5 separate regions of the Mus musculus genome follow, and all the other regions are linked to region 5. The links are chromatin contacts, called in public Hi-C, capture Hi-C and promoter capture Hi-C maps. All regions are on one chromosome and are shown on one strand. The core of a region is the stretch at or near the end of the contact, and the rest is flanking DNA. Distances in the headings are between cores, read along the strand shown. Region 1 overlaps Slc37a3 (solute carrier family 37 (glycerol-3-phosphate transporter), member 3). Region 2 holds the start of Dennd2a (DENN/MADD domain containing 2A). Region 3 has its middle 32 kb from the start of Clec2l. Region 4 holds the start of Klrg2 (killer cell lectin-like receptor subfamily G, member 2). Region 5 holds the start of 1700025N23Rik (RIKEN cDNA 1700025N23 gene).

Evidence for each region. Hi-C and Micro-C count contacts between places; a contact is called where the count stands out from the background. Capture Hi-C pulls out chosen DNA fragments and counts their contacts.
Region 1: a contact with region 5 is called in a Hi-C map of reprogramming fibroblasts, with 3 times the contacts expected there. The contact joins the enhancer-like site here to the promoter of 1700025N23Rik in region 5. A contact is called at or near these places in 3 of 15 datasets of contacts at CTCF or cohesin (the NIH/3T3 cell line and large pre-B cells), 17 of 484 Hi-C or Micro-C datasets (CD4 T cells, the G1E-ER4 cell line, the N1E-115 cell line and 11 more) and 1 of 9 other capture datasets (adipose tissue).
Region 2: a contact with region 5 is called in a promoter capture Hi-C map of liver, with 3 times the contacts expected there. The contact joins the promoter of Dennd2a here to the promoter of 1700025N23Rik in region 5.
Region 3: a contact with region 5 is called in a Hi-C map of cerebral cortex, with 4 times the contacts expected there. The contact joins the enhancer-like site here to the promoter of 1700025N23Rik in region 5. A contact is called at or near these places in 3 of 15 datasets of contacts at CTCF or cohesin (the NIH/3T3 cell line and stem cell-derived epiblast-like cells), 4 of 484 Hi-C or Micro-C datasets (bone marrow-derived macrophages, cerebral cortex, cortical neurons and 1 more) and 2 of 115 datasets of contacts at active chromatin or transcription factors (embryonic stem cells and microglia).
Region 4: a capture Hi-C map of embryonic stem cells shows a contact between it and region 5, with 5 times the contacts expected there. The contact joins the promoter of Klrg2 here to the promoter of 1700025N23Rik in region 5. A contact is called at or near these places in 12 of 39 promoter capture datasets (the 3T3-L1 cell line, 3T3-L1-derived adipocytes, the C10 cell line and 8 more), 3 of 15 datasets of contacts at CTCF or cohesin (the NIH/3T3 cell line and large pre-B cells), 38 of 484 Hi-C or Micro-C datasets (the AML12 cell line, B cells, the C2C12 cell line and 23 more), 7 of 115 datasets of contacts at active chromatin or transcription factors (acute myeloid leukemia, bone marrow-derived macrophages, embryonic forebrain and 4 more) and 2 of 9 other capture datasets (embryonic stem cells and macrophages).

Annotation. Positions count from the first base shown.
Region 1 is chr6:39,346,827-39,349,544 of GRCm38.p6, reverse strand. Slc37a3 (solute carrier family 37 (glycerol-3-phosphate transporter), member 3) reads left to right here. Exons shown (of 15, transcript NM_028123.3): 9 at 27-205; 10 at 2,115-2,256. Among named protein-coding and RNA genes, the nearest start is that of Slc37a3, 30 kb to the left of the region's middle. Within about 2 kb of position 1,259, at least 101 of the 459 cell types and tissues checked have an H3K27ac peak or open chromatin away from gene starts, as enhancers often do. A contact at or near this core is called in adipose tissue, embryonic stem cells, reprogramming fibroblasts and 2 more, where this site is marked.
Region 2 is chr6:39,556,396-39,559,095 of GRCm38.p6, reverse strand. It overlaps Dennd2a (DENN/MADD domain containing 2A), which reads left to right and starts at 1,262. Exons shown (of 19, transcript NM_172477.4): 1 at 1,262-1,521.
Region 3 is chr6:38,694,185-38,696,884 of GRCm38.p6, reverse strand. It overlaps a transcript of Hipk2 not described here. Among named protein-coding and RNA genes, the nearest start is that of Clec2l, 32 kb to the right of the region's middle. Within about 2 kb of position 1,309, at least 17 of the 459 cell types and tissues checked have an H3K27ac peak or open chromatin away from gene starts, as enhancers often do. A contact at or near this core is called in cerebral cortex, where this site is marked.
Region 4 is chr6:38,635,871-38,638,570 of GRCm38.p6, reverse strand. It overlaps Klrg2 (killer cell lectin-like receptor subfamily G, member 2), which reads left to right and starts at 1,332. Exons shown (of 5, transcript NM_001033171.2): 1 at 1,332-2,195. The coding sequence starts at 1,505.
Region 5 is chr6:39,066,318-39,069,190 of GRCm38.p6, reverse strand. 1700025N23Rik (RIKEN cDNA 1700025N23 gene) reads left to right here and starts at 1,605. Exons shown (of 4, transcript NR_040523.1): 1 at 1,605-1,685. All of the region lies in intron 9 of Tbxas1 (thromboxane A synthase 1, platelet), which reads right to left.

The sequences.
Region 1 (2,718 bases), core at 10-2,509, 280 kb before region 5:
CAGGGCCGCTGTTAATACTCTCCTAGGTCTCCCGAGTATCGGGGCAGAGGAGAGCTCGGAAGAAGATTCACAGAGGCCACTCATCGATGGTGCTGAAAATGAAGATGACTATGAGCCTAACTATTCGATCCAGGAGGACAGGGCTGTCGTCCAAGTGAAGGCCATAAGCTTTCATCAGGCTTGCTGCCTTCCTGGGGTCATCCCGGTAAGGACTCCCTGGTCTCCTTCCACAGCTGGCCGGGTGTGGTACCTTCAGTGCTGTGCTGGGTGGGGAGCACGCTGCCTTCTACTGTCTACTGATGCAGTCCTAGGTGGTTGTGTAGCATCTGTCAGCTTCCCTGGTAGCCATGGAAACCCTGTCACATATAGAAGCTTCAGACAACAGGGGTTGGGCGGGCATGTCCAGACGTGACTCGTGAACATGCTGATGCTGATCCATCATGCAACTGCCAAGGCACAGTTAACAAGTTTTTAAATATTTTGATCTCTCAGATTTACCTGGACCAAGAGGGGTTTTGAATGGTTCATCATCTGCCTATTTGTGAATTCTGATCATTCTGGGGAGTAGGGAGTTGCCCAGTCCTAGGACAGAGTACACAAGGATTTCTTGGTAATTTATCCCAGCATTTCCACAACCTTTGCAGTCCAGGTCAACTCTGTCTGAGCGGAGCCCCTCCTGCTGCTGCAGTCTGTCTGTCTTCATGTTTTGGGGGTCCTATCACTGGAGTGGAAGTTAAGAGGCCTAGGTTGTGTTTGCAGCTTGCCCAGTAACTTTCTGTGAGACTTGGATAAGTCTCCCAACCCATCCTTGTGTCTCAGTGCCAGGGAATGGAGATGGCACCCATCTTGCCTGGCTCATTGTATAGTTCACAAAGCATCTGATTTCATGATGCAAGTCTGCAGCCATCCTACTCTGTCCCTCCCAGCTCTCTTCTGCCCTCTGCCTCTCTGCTAAAAAACTAACCCTACGAACAGGCAGTCAGTCAAGTGTAACACTCTCTAATTCTTAGAGCTAGGGAATAGGGAAATAGAGATAGAGATAGGGAAACTCTGGTTCCTTTAGGCCCTTGTAGTCCTGTTCTTATGAACATAGTGCCTTTCGGTTATAAAAATATTATACCAGCAGTTGTTTTGGTAGAGACAGAACTTCAGTTTGTTGTGGCTAAACAAGAAACTTACTTGCTGGCTCCTTTGTACTCCTAAGCCATTGTTCTCTGGCACTGGCAGGGTGGAGAGGAAGTCTAGCTAAGCCTTTGTCTTTGTAGCAGGCTTCTGGGCTGAGAGCTGTGGTGGTCAGGATTTGGCTCTCTACGGGGTGTCTGCTACCCTGCCTGCCAGGGAAGCACTTTTAAAACAAGTGGCACCTGGGAAATCACTGGCACTGGGGTGGGGGTGGGGGTGGGGTGCAGGAGTTCTAGCCAGACACTCTTTGAAGTCCGCCCTCTTCCTCTGCCTTCCCTTTGATGCTAATAGTCAGGGTTTCCTGGTAATAATGTATGTGTTGAGTACAGGAGTCTCAGCCATCACCCACTTAAGGCAGCTCTTTCAGAAGAGAGCCAGAGGCCAGTGGAAACCATAGCTCTTTCTTTTTGGCCCTCCAGAAAGGCTCTTTTCTGTGGGATGTGGTCCACAGGTAGATGTCTTTCTGTCTGTGACTGAGTCATTAACTCTCCGTAGTTTGCAGAATTAAATTTGCGGGGAGAGAACCAAGAAAGCCTGGCTGCCAGCAAGATGAGCTGAGGTTTGCTAGGCCAATTTGCCTGTGGCTGATGGTGGTTGGAAGCATGAACACCAGGGACCTTTTGTCTAAATAAAGAAACGTGGGTACAGTGTGTACTGCTTTCTGGGTTTCAAACACTGCCTTGCTTTTACCAGAGAAATGATAGAAGAAGAAACTGGGGGTAGTTAAGAAAAAGCTGTGCATAATTCCTTCCTTCCTTCCTTCCTTCCTTCCTTCCTTCCTTCCTTCCTTCCTTCCTTCCTTCCTTCCTTCCTTCCTCCTTTCTTTTTTTGGAAACCAGTAGAAGTAAAGAAAGAGGGCTTCTGGGTAAGGTCAGGGAGGACCCCATGCTGTGCTGTATGCTGCTTGTTGACAGTTGTGGTTTCTCCTGCAGTACTCACTGGCCTACGCCTGCCTGAAGCTAGTGAACTACTCCTTCTTCTTCTGGCTGCCCTTTTATCTGAGTAACAACTTCGGGTGGAAGGAAGCCGAAGCTGACAAGCTGTCCATTTGGTACGACGTCGGAGGTATCATAGGTACGCATGTGTGCCTCTCCTTCCGCGTGGTTAGTCGCCTGCCATCTTTCAGAGTTAGGAAATCTCATTTGAAGTTTTATTGCTTGCTCCACAGCCGTCTTTCCCAACCCGTCCTACCAGTAAACACGCAGCTTCTGTGAGAACAAAAAGTCCAAAGGAAGAGGGCCAGCTTGAGACTGACAGGCTGTGGTTTATAGGGGCTGTCTTCTCTTAGTCTGCGGGTGATGGATCAGCTCTTTTGTCCTGGGAACACTTGGAAATCTCTTTAAATGCAGCGCCTTTGTGTGCTTTCAGGGATGGCTTGGCTTTGAAGCTGATTTTGTGAGAGATTCAAGATGGAGTAGGAATGTGTTCATTTTGGCTTCCTCCCACTGTCCCGCTATCTCCAGCCAAGGAAGCAAACATAGCACCTTAGTGTGTAGATTGTCAGGTACCAGAGGAAGGGCAAACAGAAGGATTTCC
Region 2 (2,700 bases), core at 13-2,512, 490 kb before region 5:
GCACTTAGCATCTGGTGTTTCTCTGCTTGGACCCCTTTGCCTTTAGCATAATATTCAAATTCTGCCCAGGCCACTTGAATCCCTCCAGGCCTACCCATCGATCCTTATTCCCTCCCACTTAAGGGTCCCCCAAATACCATAATGTGACACCCCCACAACACCAGTCACACTCTTCCCTCTTTTCAGGCTGTCTTTTCTTGCCCTGTTTCTCCACCTTCTATAACTGATTCACTATCGCTGGTCACCAAAGCCCCAGAGAATGCCCCAGCCTGTGTTGGCTCCCTTAAGGCCCCCACAGCATTTTCAAGTGGACTCCAATTTGGCAATCCTTTTTTTTTTTTTTTTTTTAAGATTTATTTATTTATTATATGTAAGTACACTGTAGCTGTCTTCAGACACTCCAGAAGAGGGAGTCAGATCTCATTACGGATGGTTGTGAGCCACCATGTGGTTGCTGGGATTTGAACTCTGGACCTTTGGAAGAGCAGTCGGGTGCTCTTACCCACTGAGCCATCTCACCAGCCCCCCAATTTGGCAATCCTACTGTCTTAAAAACCTCCTGTGTGAGTGCTTTGACTGCACCCTGTGTACGTGGGACCGTGGGACCGTGGAACCGTGGGACCGTGGGACCGGTGTGCTGTAGAAAGCCAGTTCTCTGATCACTTTTCCTGACCAGGGCTTGGGACCCATTCTGTACCCTTCTGTAGGGAGGTGGGCCCCTGGATCCTTATGGCCCAGGCTCCTGAGTTGCTTAGGGGCAAATATGGACCCTTGGGTCCAAATAGCTTGTCTCATGACTGTGAGTTGTTGCTTATGGGCAAACTGGGCCTCGAAGGCCTATCTCATGACTGTCAGTTGCTTGGGGGCAAATGTGGAGCCCAATTCTGCCTGAGGCGTCCACCCTAACTGCTCAGAAACAAAGCAAGGGCAGGGAGTGTGGCTACGGCTTTGGTGCTGTCTAAATCTGGTTCTCGGCCCCTGGCTAAGCGCATCTCAAGAATGGACCTCAGTCGGGGTAGCAGAGAACCGGTTCGGCGATCTTCAGCACAGAAAAGGTTAAGCCACCGTCTCCCCCACCCCTCGAAAGGCGAGGGGGCGAGTGAGTGCGGCAGAAGGTCCTGTTTACCGTGGCTCCCCTCGGCGGCGGGCCCTGGGAGAGTGGTTGCTGTGGCAACCGGCCGGGCGCCCGCCAGCTGCGGATTAGCTCACTGGAGCCGCGGGATGGGTCGGGAGGAGGGGGCGCGCGTCACTGCAGACGGTCGCGGCGCAGCCCAGGGCAGAGGAAGGGGCCGCGCGCGCGGGAGGCCAGAGGAGACGCAGCACGCCTCCGAGGCCGGAGGCGGCGGGGACCGGACGGGAGCGCGCGCGGCGGGGACCCGAGGGGCTCGCGGCGGCCGGGGGAGGCCGCGCGGACAAAGGCGCGGAGGGCAGCGGGCCATGGCGCCCCAGGCCCCCGCCGCCCCTGCCCCGGGCGACCGCGAGTTGCGCCCCAGAACCCGCGGAGCCGACGCCCGTAGAGAGGTAGGGCTGGGCGCCGGAGTGCGGGCGACCTCGGGGGAGACCCGGGAGGGTACGCGCGGGGGCGACGAGGAGACTGCAGGCGCAAGCCGGGGCTCCTCGCAGGCGGCGCTGGGGACGCTTCAGCGGGGCCCTGGGGACCCGCGCAGGAAGCGATCCACAGCTCTTTCCCGGGTCGGGCTAACTTCAGGGCCGAAGAAACTTGCAGAAACTGGGCAGAGCCCGGCCCTGCGCTGTGCCGGAGCTCCCGGGCGGCTGTGAGTGAGTACGCGCGTGTGAGACCGAGTGTGTACGCTGGGGTGGGGGAGTCCAGGCGGCTCTAGTCGGGATTTGTCGTGGTGGAAAGTGGGGTACGTTGAAGTTTACTTCTCCCACTTTCCTCCCCAAGGATGGAGTTGGGAGTAGATGGAGCCCAGGGTAAGTCTCTTAACCACACAGGATATAGTCCTGTGCAGGAGAGTCACTGTGATATGGAGTCAGACCACTGAGCCAGAGGGAGCTCAGCGCCCGGAATCCTGTAGTGAGGGGCAGACACAGGAAGCTAAGGAGTGCCTTCCTTTGGCCCTGGATTGGAACAAGGAGAGAGCTGGGACCCTAATTTAACCAGCCTGCTGAGGAAGGAGCAGGCTGACTTCTGGCCGGGTGCTCTGATGGCTTTCAGGGTTGTGACTATAGCTCCCCAAAAGACAGGTAATTGTGGAGTGTGGTAATAGTGTTATAATAGGCACTTTACAGTAATTTGTTATGAAACACTTGCACCTGCTGTGGTTACTATAGAAAAGCCTTTCTCCTTCAGTACCAAACACCTGAAGAGTTGAATAGGCTCTTTAGGGAATGGACCACAGAGGAGAGAGTTGGAGATTCAGAGAGGAAGCAGAAGGCAAACAGAAACAGACAGTTTATTTATTTGAGACAGGGTCTCAGTATGTGACCCAGGCTGGCCTCAAACTTAAAGTCCTCCCTTTTGTCTTAACTCTCTAAATTCAGGATTACTGGTAGGCAGGCAGGCTCAGTTCAGGGACTTGTTTGTTTGAGGCAGGGTCTCAGGTAGCTTAGACAGACCTTGAACTTGATTTTGAATTAATTTTTTTAAATGTACTATATCTTTATGAGTTTCCCTGAATGTATGTCTGTACACCATGTTCATGCAGTGCCCACGGCCGCTCTAGTGCCTATCCTCTA
Region 3 (2,700 bases), core at 60-2,559, 370 kb after region 5:
TTGTCTTTCCTGGGCTCTTTGTGAGCAGAAGGATTTCAGAGAAGCTCGCATAATGAAAAGGGGAGACTCATGGATCTCACAAGGGACGTGGGCGCCGTATGGTGAGGCACACTGGTGACAGCTGGCTCTTTCGGTGAGTTTTACTTTGAGAGCGGAGATCCAGAGAGACTCCTCACCCTGCCCTAGCTGTGCCATGGATGGCGCTAGGGAGTCTTAGGAATGGCAGCTTTGCCAGGCAGCTGCCTCAGCCGCCAAGCCCACCACCTCCTTCTTAGAGCCTTACAGGGAGAGGGCAGGAGATGTTACCTCCCCAGTCCCTCCCTCCTGCACGAAGCCTGGTAGTCTCAGACACACCCACATCTCTCTCCACCAGCTCAGGAGCTAGGCAGGCTCCTAGTTTGGCCAGCTCTCTCCCCCTGCAGACCCACTGGTAAGTCTGCTGTCACTTCTGTCCTGAAATTAACCTAGCTCTCCCTAGACAGTTTGATCTCTGCCTGTGAGAGAGAGAATGAGCTGAGGGCTGGAGGGGCACTAGTGGGGTGGCCAGAGATCCATTGCACTGAGAAAACACCGCCATGGACAACTAAGGCTCCAAAGAAATCCACCCTGAGCCTGTGCACCTTTGTTGCATTCCGCATACTTTCTCCAGCCTTGAACAGTGGAGTGAGTGGGTAGGAGTTCTCTGTCCTACCGAGAAACTCTGGAGCCGTTGATGTTAGAGACTTGTCAGGTCCAGGACGGGGTGAATTGTTTGATCCTGATGTGAGTCCTAGCTGGCCCTTCATCCACATCATCAGGTACAAAGAGGCCTCTGGTCAGCAGTCCAGCATCCTCCAGCCCCCCTCCCTTTCCTCCCTCTTTGGCCCTGTTCAATCTACTGTGAAAGGCTCTCCTCATGATAGCTGTCCTCCTTCAGTAACGAAGCTTACTTAGCTTTTAGCTGTGAAAAACTCTGGAAACTTGCCCAACCATTAATTCTTACAAAGTCCCTAAACTGGATGTGTCTCAGTGCACCCTGGGCCAAAAAGAAGATATGCTAGACTTGGGCATGGTGTGACCCACTTCAGCCGAGGGCTCACTGGGAGTGGACTGGATGATGCTGGCCTGTGGTAGGGTGCTCCATTTTTCTCTTCCTGGTCAGAACCATATTATTCCGAGACCAGCTCTGGCTGGAAGTGAGAGAGCAGGAAAGCCATCCATTCGGAGAGGGATACGGAGCAAAGCCTTTGGAGCCCCTGAGCCAGAGGCTCCCAGAGCCTCTGCAGCATGGAATTCTGTCACAGAAGTCTCTAGCCGCTAGATGGCAGCATTTCCCATGGGACTGTCTCGTACTAAGTCACCATACTAAGTCGCAGCTGACAGTGGGCCTGGCTTGCCCTGCCATGGGCAACACCTGGAAGGCCAGCACTCTCTGGAGCTGCTGGGCCGAGCTTGCCCTTCATCTCCTCCTGTCTGCTTGTGCTGAAGCTTCTCCCTCTTCCACATGTCCTTCCCTTTCTCTTCCAGACCAGGAATGAGTGTTCCTTGCTGCTCATAAAGTTAGTATTGTACTGACTGTTTGTATTATTGCCACTGTAATTATGATTATTATCACCTTGTTGCTATTTTAGTCAGGGTTTGAAGTATACATTTATTCCAGGTATCTTTGTGTTTTCTTCATAATATTTAAATTTATTTTATTCTTGCTGTGTGTATATGAGTAGACTGGAGGGACATATAGATTAGATGCCTGATCTTGTCAGAGGAAAGGAAAGGAAAAAGAAAATAAATAAATAAAATAAGAAAAGGCCCAGGAACTAGGAAAAACTGTTTCTATCAGCTCTGTCCCTCAAAGAGCTGCAAGAAAGACCTGCCCTACCACAGAGCAGAGACTTGGATACCCTGGCGCCTTCCCCTCCGCACGGCCCGGCTGTGTACAAAGCCGCTGTCGGTGCTGTGTCTTTTGGACCCTTTGGCAGCTTCTCTCACATCCTCTGTGCTCTCCTCCAGGTGTGAACTACTGACCAGATTTTAACCTGCCTCGCATCTGACGTGTAGCATCAAAGCTTCCACTAACCCCCACCCCGTCCCTTCACTATTCCCATTAACAAACTTGGAGTGTGGCTTATCTCCCTCAATGCAGAGACAGTGGTCCCACCTGGAGGCCATTAGGTACAGTGAGGGTGATGGGCACAGTGTTCCTGTGAGAGAGTTCCCTCGTCTGCTCTTCCCCAGGCAAATCCTCCCAGCTCCCAATTGTAGGGAGCCAGGTAAGGAACAGGACACGAGACAGTCTCATGGGAAGGACCTCTTCTAAATCACTGGCAAGTGAAGTGCACATGGGACCTTTTAGACCACCCTGCTTCTGAGCTGTGGCTGTGCCCTGCCTGCACTGTGATGTGTGTGTGTGTTTACCCCACTACCAGGCAGAAACAACCAGACCCCCAGTGAAGAAAGGATTGGAGCAATAGCTTCCCCAAACAGAAGGCAGCCACTCTGCAAACCTCATCCCACAACCACCCCTCCCTTGATCTCAAGTCCCATATTCAGAGCTGATGCATCAGGAGTAACACAGAATCCCAGCTAGTTAGCATCCTCACTAAGTTCCCACTGAGGTGCTCAGCACTGCATCCCTTTACAAAGAAGATGGAAGAAAGGCTGCTGCCCTTGGGACTATCCTCTCAGTGGAAGGAGGGCCACTTAGTCCTTACTAGACCATGT
Region 4 (2,700 bases), core at 83-2,582, 430 kb after region 5:
CAAGTGCTGGGATTAAAGGCGTCCACCACCATGCCCGGCGAGCTGTTGTTTTTCAAGACAGGGTTTCTCTGTGCAGTCCCAGGTGTCCTGGAACTTGCTCTGTAGACCAGGCTGACCTCAAACTCAACTGCCTCTGCTTTAAACTACCTCTTTTATCTGCTAGCCCTACCCTGGAGTACTGGTTAAAAACAGTAGTGGCCTCATGCCTCTTCAGACTCAGGAAGTTCGGAAGGGACCTTAACAAATCTGTATTTTAAAAGGCTATTTAGGAACTGGAGAGATGTTTGTCAATAAGAACTTGCTGCCCTATCATCAGAAATCAAGTTCAAATCTCAACACCGACATCCAGCAGTTCACAAATGCCTGCAACTCGAGGTTCAAAATAGCTGAGCTTCAAAAAGCAGGCATATGCTACATACATGTCAACACTACAAGTAAGTCTATAATAACAAAAATTGTATTCAAGCCAAGTGTAGTGGTGCATGCCTTTAATCTCAGCATGCTTTTAACTCCGTGAGTTCCAGGACAGCCTGATCTACATAGCGAGTTCTAAGACAACCAGGACTACCTAGAGAGATTGTCTCAAAAAACAAAATGAAACCAAAACGGCAAAACAAAATAAAATACAACAACAACAACAAAAATCAAGACAAACAGAAAAATCCACAAAGCTCTCCACAAAGCTGTCTTCGAACCATCATGCTACCTCACTAAGCTGGTAGAGCACATGACACTTCATGGGGAAATGAGCATTCTCTCCTTGATTTTTTTATTTCGTTTTTATTTTTGTTTGTTTCACTATAAACTCAGGCTGGTCTGAACTTGCTATGTAGACCAGGCTGGCCTCAAACTCACAGAGATGTCTCTGCTGCCAGAGTGATGGGATTACAGGCATGGACCAAAGCGTCTGGCTCATTCCTCGTTCTCCGTGTTAAGTCTACAAGTAGTCAAGCTCCCAGAGTTGGAATCAGGACTTCAACCTTTCACTCGCTTCCAAACCACAACCGGTGACCCTGTCGCCATCACTTTTCCTTGTTCTGATATGTCTGAAGTCCTTATCCACGCAGATTTAGCCAATCCCTTCCCACTCAGTCTACAACTGAATCCACCCGCAGCACAGAGCCAGCAGGGGTAACGGGTGGGGCTCGGGATGAAGGAGAGGAAGGAATCTGCCAGTCTCTGGGTTCCCAGTGCTGCCTTAAGAGCCACCGCCCACTCTGTGACTCGCTCAACCGGGTCCTCCCAGCAACCGGTGCCACGGAAAGGCCAGGCTGGAGTTCCGAGGGTGTGGCCAATCCATAGCCACAGCCAATCACACAGGGTCCTCTAGTGAAGCTGTTAGTTGACAACGTGAACGACCCGAAACTTCTGGGGACCCAGCCTAGAACGCGACGCTCGCACGGCGAGTCTCGAGTCGGCGCGGAGGACGGAGCGGACCCGGGAAGCGTCTAGAGGAGGCCAGGGTGAGACCGGGTCCCCAGAGGAGCCCTCGGAAAGCTCGGGAATGGAGCCGCCGCAGGTCCCGGCGGAGGCGCCCCAACCCAGGGCCTCCGAAGACAGCCCGAGGCCGGAGCGGACCGGGTGGGAGGAGCCGGACGCGCAGCCCCAGGAGCTCCCGGAGAAGTCTCCGTCTCCAGCCCTGTCCGGTTCCCCTCGCGTACCGCCGCTCAGTCTGGGCTACGGCGCCTTCCGCCGCCTGGGCTCGTGCAGCCGCGAGCTGCCGTCTCCGAGCCCCTCGTGGGCCGAGCAGCCCCGGGATGGAGAGGCGGAGCTGGAGCCCTGGACGGCGTCAGGAGAGCCCGCACCCGCGTCCTGGGCGCCCGTGGAGCTGCAGGTGGACGTGCGCGTGAAGCCCGTGGGCGCGGCTGGGGCTAGTCGCGCGCCCTCGCCTGCGCCGTCCACGCGCTTTCTCACCGTGCCAGTGCCCGAATCGCCAGCCTTCGCCCGCCGCTCCGCTCCCACGCTCCAGTGGCTGCCCCGCGCCCCGTCACCAGGCTCCACGTGGAGCCGAGGATCGCCGCTTGCCGCGAACGCCACCGAGTCTGTCAGCCCCGCTGAGGGTTGCATGGTCCCCCCGGGCTCGCCCGCCTGCCGCTGCCGCTGCCGCGAGCCCGGACTGACCAAAGAAGATGACGCGCTGCTGCAGCGCGCAGGCATAGATGGCAAGAAACTGCCGCGGGCCATCACGCTCATAGGTGAGTGCTCAAAAGTGCTCGTGCCCGGTCCCTGAACTAGACTAACCAGAAGCCAATCTGGCTGCCCCCAAATCCATCCTGCTTCTGTCTCAGAATTAATAAGAATCAACCCAGGATCCTGCCCCTAGCCCTCCTCCCGGAAACTTTCCTTCCTTCTTAGTGTGCGCAGCATCTTGGAGAAGTAGAACTCTGGGTAAGGTGAGGGGAGATGATTCAGAATCACGTGGCAGTGGTGGCCTGGGTACACTTCCAAGGGCTGGGCTCCTTTCCGCCTTCAGGAGGGTCACCCATCAGCACACACGCTGAGCTGGCCCCGCGCCAGATGGCATGTGTTTTGCTTTGCGTGTGAAGGAGAGGCAAGTCTAGCAGTGCAGAAAGCCCCTGTGTTGGTTTACTTTTTCTTACTGTGATAAAATGCTGACCAAAAACAACTTGGGGAGGAAAGGTTGTATTTGCCTTACAGGTTATAGTTTATCATCATGGGAAGCCAAAGCAGGAACCTGGA
Region 5 (2,873 bases), core at 356-2,855:
TTCTGGGGTGAAGTGGGAAAGAGCTTGGGTACTTCTTCTGGGGCTTGGATGGCTGCTCCCTGCCCCTCCCCCTGTTACCTCCCTAGAGGAGTTCTCAGTTGCTTTCTCTGTCCTGACCCTTGACACAGATATGAGAAAATGTGAATGGGGCTCACTTATATTGCAGCATCTTGGGGTGACCATGTGGTCATCTTAGCTTCCAGCTGGAAGAACATGGGTATGTGGTGGGACTGGCCAGAGGGTGCACAGATCCAAGACTCCTGGAAGTAGTGCTCTGCTGTGGGGACTGTGGGAAGGGGAGACAGCTGGACTGACTTTCCCAGACCCCACCTGCAGTCAGGCTTGGGACTGGGGTTCAGGGCACCCGTGAAGGTCTGCGCTTTCTCAGCCCAGGTCTGAAGAAGTTTGGGGGTTCTGGGGATACTTCCTCTTTTGCTTTCCATCTTCAGCAGTTTGGTTTGTTTGTGTCCTCTGGCTGTTGACTTCACAAAACATGAATTGCACTACTTCTGTGGCTCTGCACGCAACTTTGGAAACTGGCTTTGTATGATATAAAGATGGGTGGAAAAATTCAAGGAAATAATTGAAAATGTAGGTGATTTTTTTTCTTTACTAAGGATGACTGAGTAGAAATGAAACAGCACCATGGCAAACGAGAGACCTTGGAGGAAAGTGAGCCGTGCTCCACCCGAATGCTCAGCAGTCCTCCTGCCTTTCCAGTAAAGAGCCCCATGTTTGCATTTCACTTTAGGCCTTACAAATTGTGTAGTCAGCTCTGGAAGACGTGACTAGTTAGTCCAAGGGGACCAGTGTAGAAAACTGGGTTGGGACAGAGAAAAAGGAGCCTGGAGTTGAGAGTGGGTATATCATGAGCTGTTGGTGGCCGCCTTCTGCTTTGTGGGTTAGTGAGCACAAAATACCAGTTGGTTCAAGAAAGAAACAAAGTAGATGTAAAGTGAGAGGCAGAGGCCAAGGGCAGAGATCATTTCCTGGTGCCTCATAGAATTCTTGGTCCTGTCTGCTCCAGGCAGGTTCCCACTCGTGGACCAAGTCAGTGACACTTTGAACCCTGCTATCTGCAACCACAGGAGTCCTAACAAATGCTAGAATGTGAGAGAAAAGAAGAAAGAGAGGTAGGGAGGAAGGGACATGGTGACTATACCACAATATAGAACTCTCTCTCTCCCTTTCCCTCTACACACACACACACACACACACACACACACATCTCTCACACATACACACACAAAACATGAATTGTGTGTATGTGTGTATATATGTATGTATTATGCATATATATATATATATATATATATATATATATATATATAAATTAGATGTAGGAGCTGTTTCTCTGATGGGTAAATAAATGGTGCTGGCTCCCAACTAAGCTCATGTGATTATAACCTGTCTGGATTTGTTAAAAGGAGGAGCTCACTGGTTGGGTTAACTGATGCCTTCATTATAAAGTCAACACCTTCATTTATTCTTTCTCTGCACTGGCTTTCACTGCCCCTAAACTTTGACTCAGGTGACCCGTGAGCATCACAATGGGCCAGTGTTCTGACTTTGTAGGCACTCAGGCCCACTCTGGGGGGGGGGTTGTTGGTGACCTGTGATGGGGCCCCTCAAGAGCCTTCCTGTAACCTCGAGTGACCCCAGGATAGGAAAAGTAAGCACACAAGGTAAAAAGAAACACACCCTTCATTTGAGTTAGATCCAGGCCAGGCAACAAAAGTCCAGGATCTCCGGGACACAAAGGGCCTGAGCTGAGCTGCCAGCAGAGGGCAGCAAACGGATGGTAAATGGGGACGCCCCAGTTCCTGAAAGGGACCATAGAAATCATTGTATCTGACTTCTTCATGATACAGGGGAGGAAAAATGAAGGCCAGGGAGGAAACCTGTGAGCCCAGAGTCTTGCTGGGAGTGTGTTCTGAGCACCTTCTACCAGGGCTCTCACCGTGAACACCTTAGACAGCTGCTGGGCGTGGTGCCAGAGATCCAGAGTGACAAGGGGAGCCACACTTCTAACAGATCATGGCAACGGGACGTCACTGGTGTTGTAGAGGAGAGGCTTGTGGGGAACAGAGCTTCTCATTCAGCTTGGGGAACCATTCATTCCTTTACCCAGGCTGTGAGCCCTGAGCCAGGCACAAGAGGTGCACGAAAGCACACTGGCTCATCGCTCTCCTCGGCTCCCCAGTTCAGCCATGGTGTGAGCAAGTGGACGTGGGTGAGATGGGAGAAGAGAGGGACACACATCCCTGGGGACCCAGAGGGAGGCACGCCCACGCTGGCCGTCATAAAGAAAAGTGTGTGGATGATACGTCAAAAGAGGATGAGACAAATACTACGGCTCCATCAGGGCAATTGGCTGTTTTGAAAGAATCATGGCTCATTTTGTTTTTAGTGTAGTGATGACATGTTATGAATTGTAATGTAAATATCGGATATGTAGATGGTCTTAGGCGACCCCTGGGATCCCCAAAGAGGTCACAACCCACAGGTTGAGGACCACTTCTGTCATCCCTACACCAGTGAACAAGAGACAGGAGCAAACCTGGGTCTTGATGGCCGCTGGTCTAACCAAATTAGCAAGCTCCAGGTTCAGTGAGAAATCCTGTTTCAAAGAGATAAAATACGCCCCCTCCCCCTCCCCCTCCCCAAGTGTCCTTGGAAGAAAAGGCTGGAGGCTCACTCAACATGCTTAAAATAGAAATAGCATCTGCTGGAGCTGGCGAGATGGCTCAGTGTGTAAGTGCTTGCGGAACAAGCTCAAAGACCCAAGTTCAGATCCCTAACACCCATATAAAAACTAGGCATGGCAGCCTTCTCTGTACCCTAGGAATGGGGACAGAGATGGAGGATTCCAG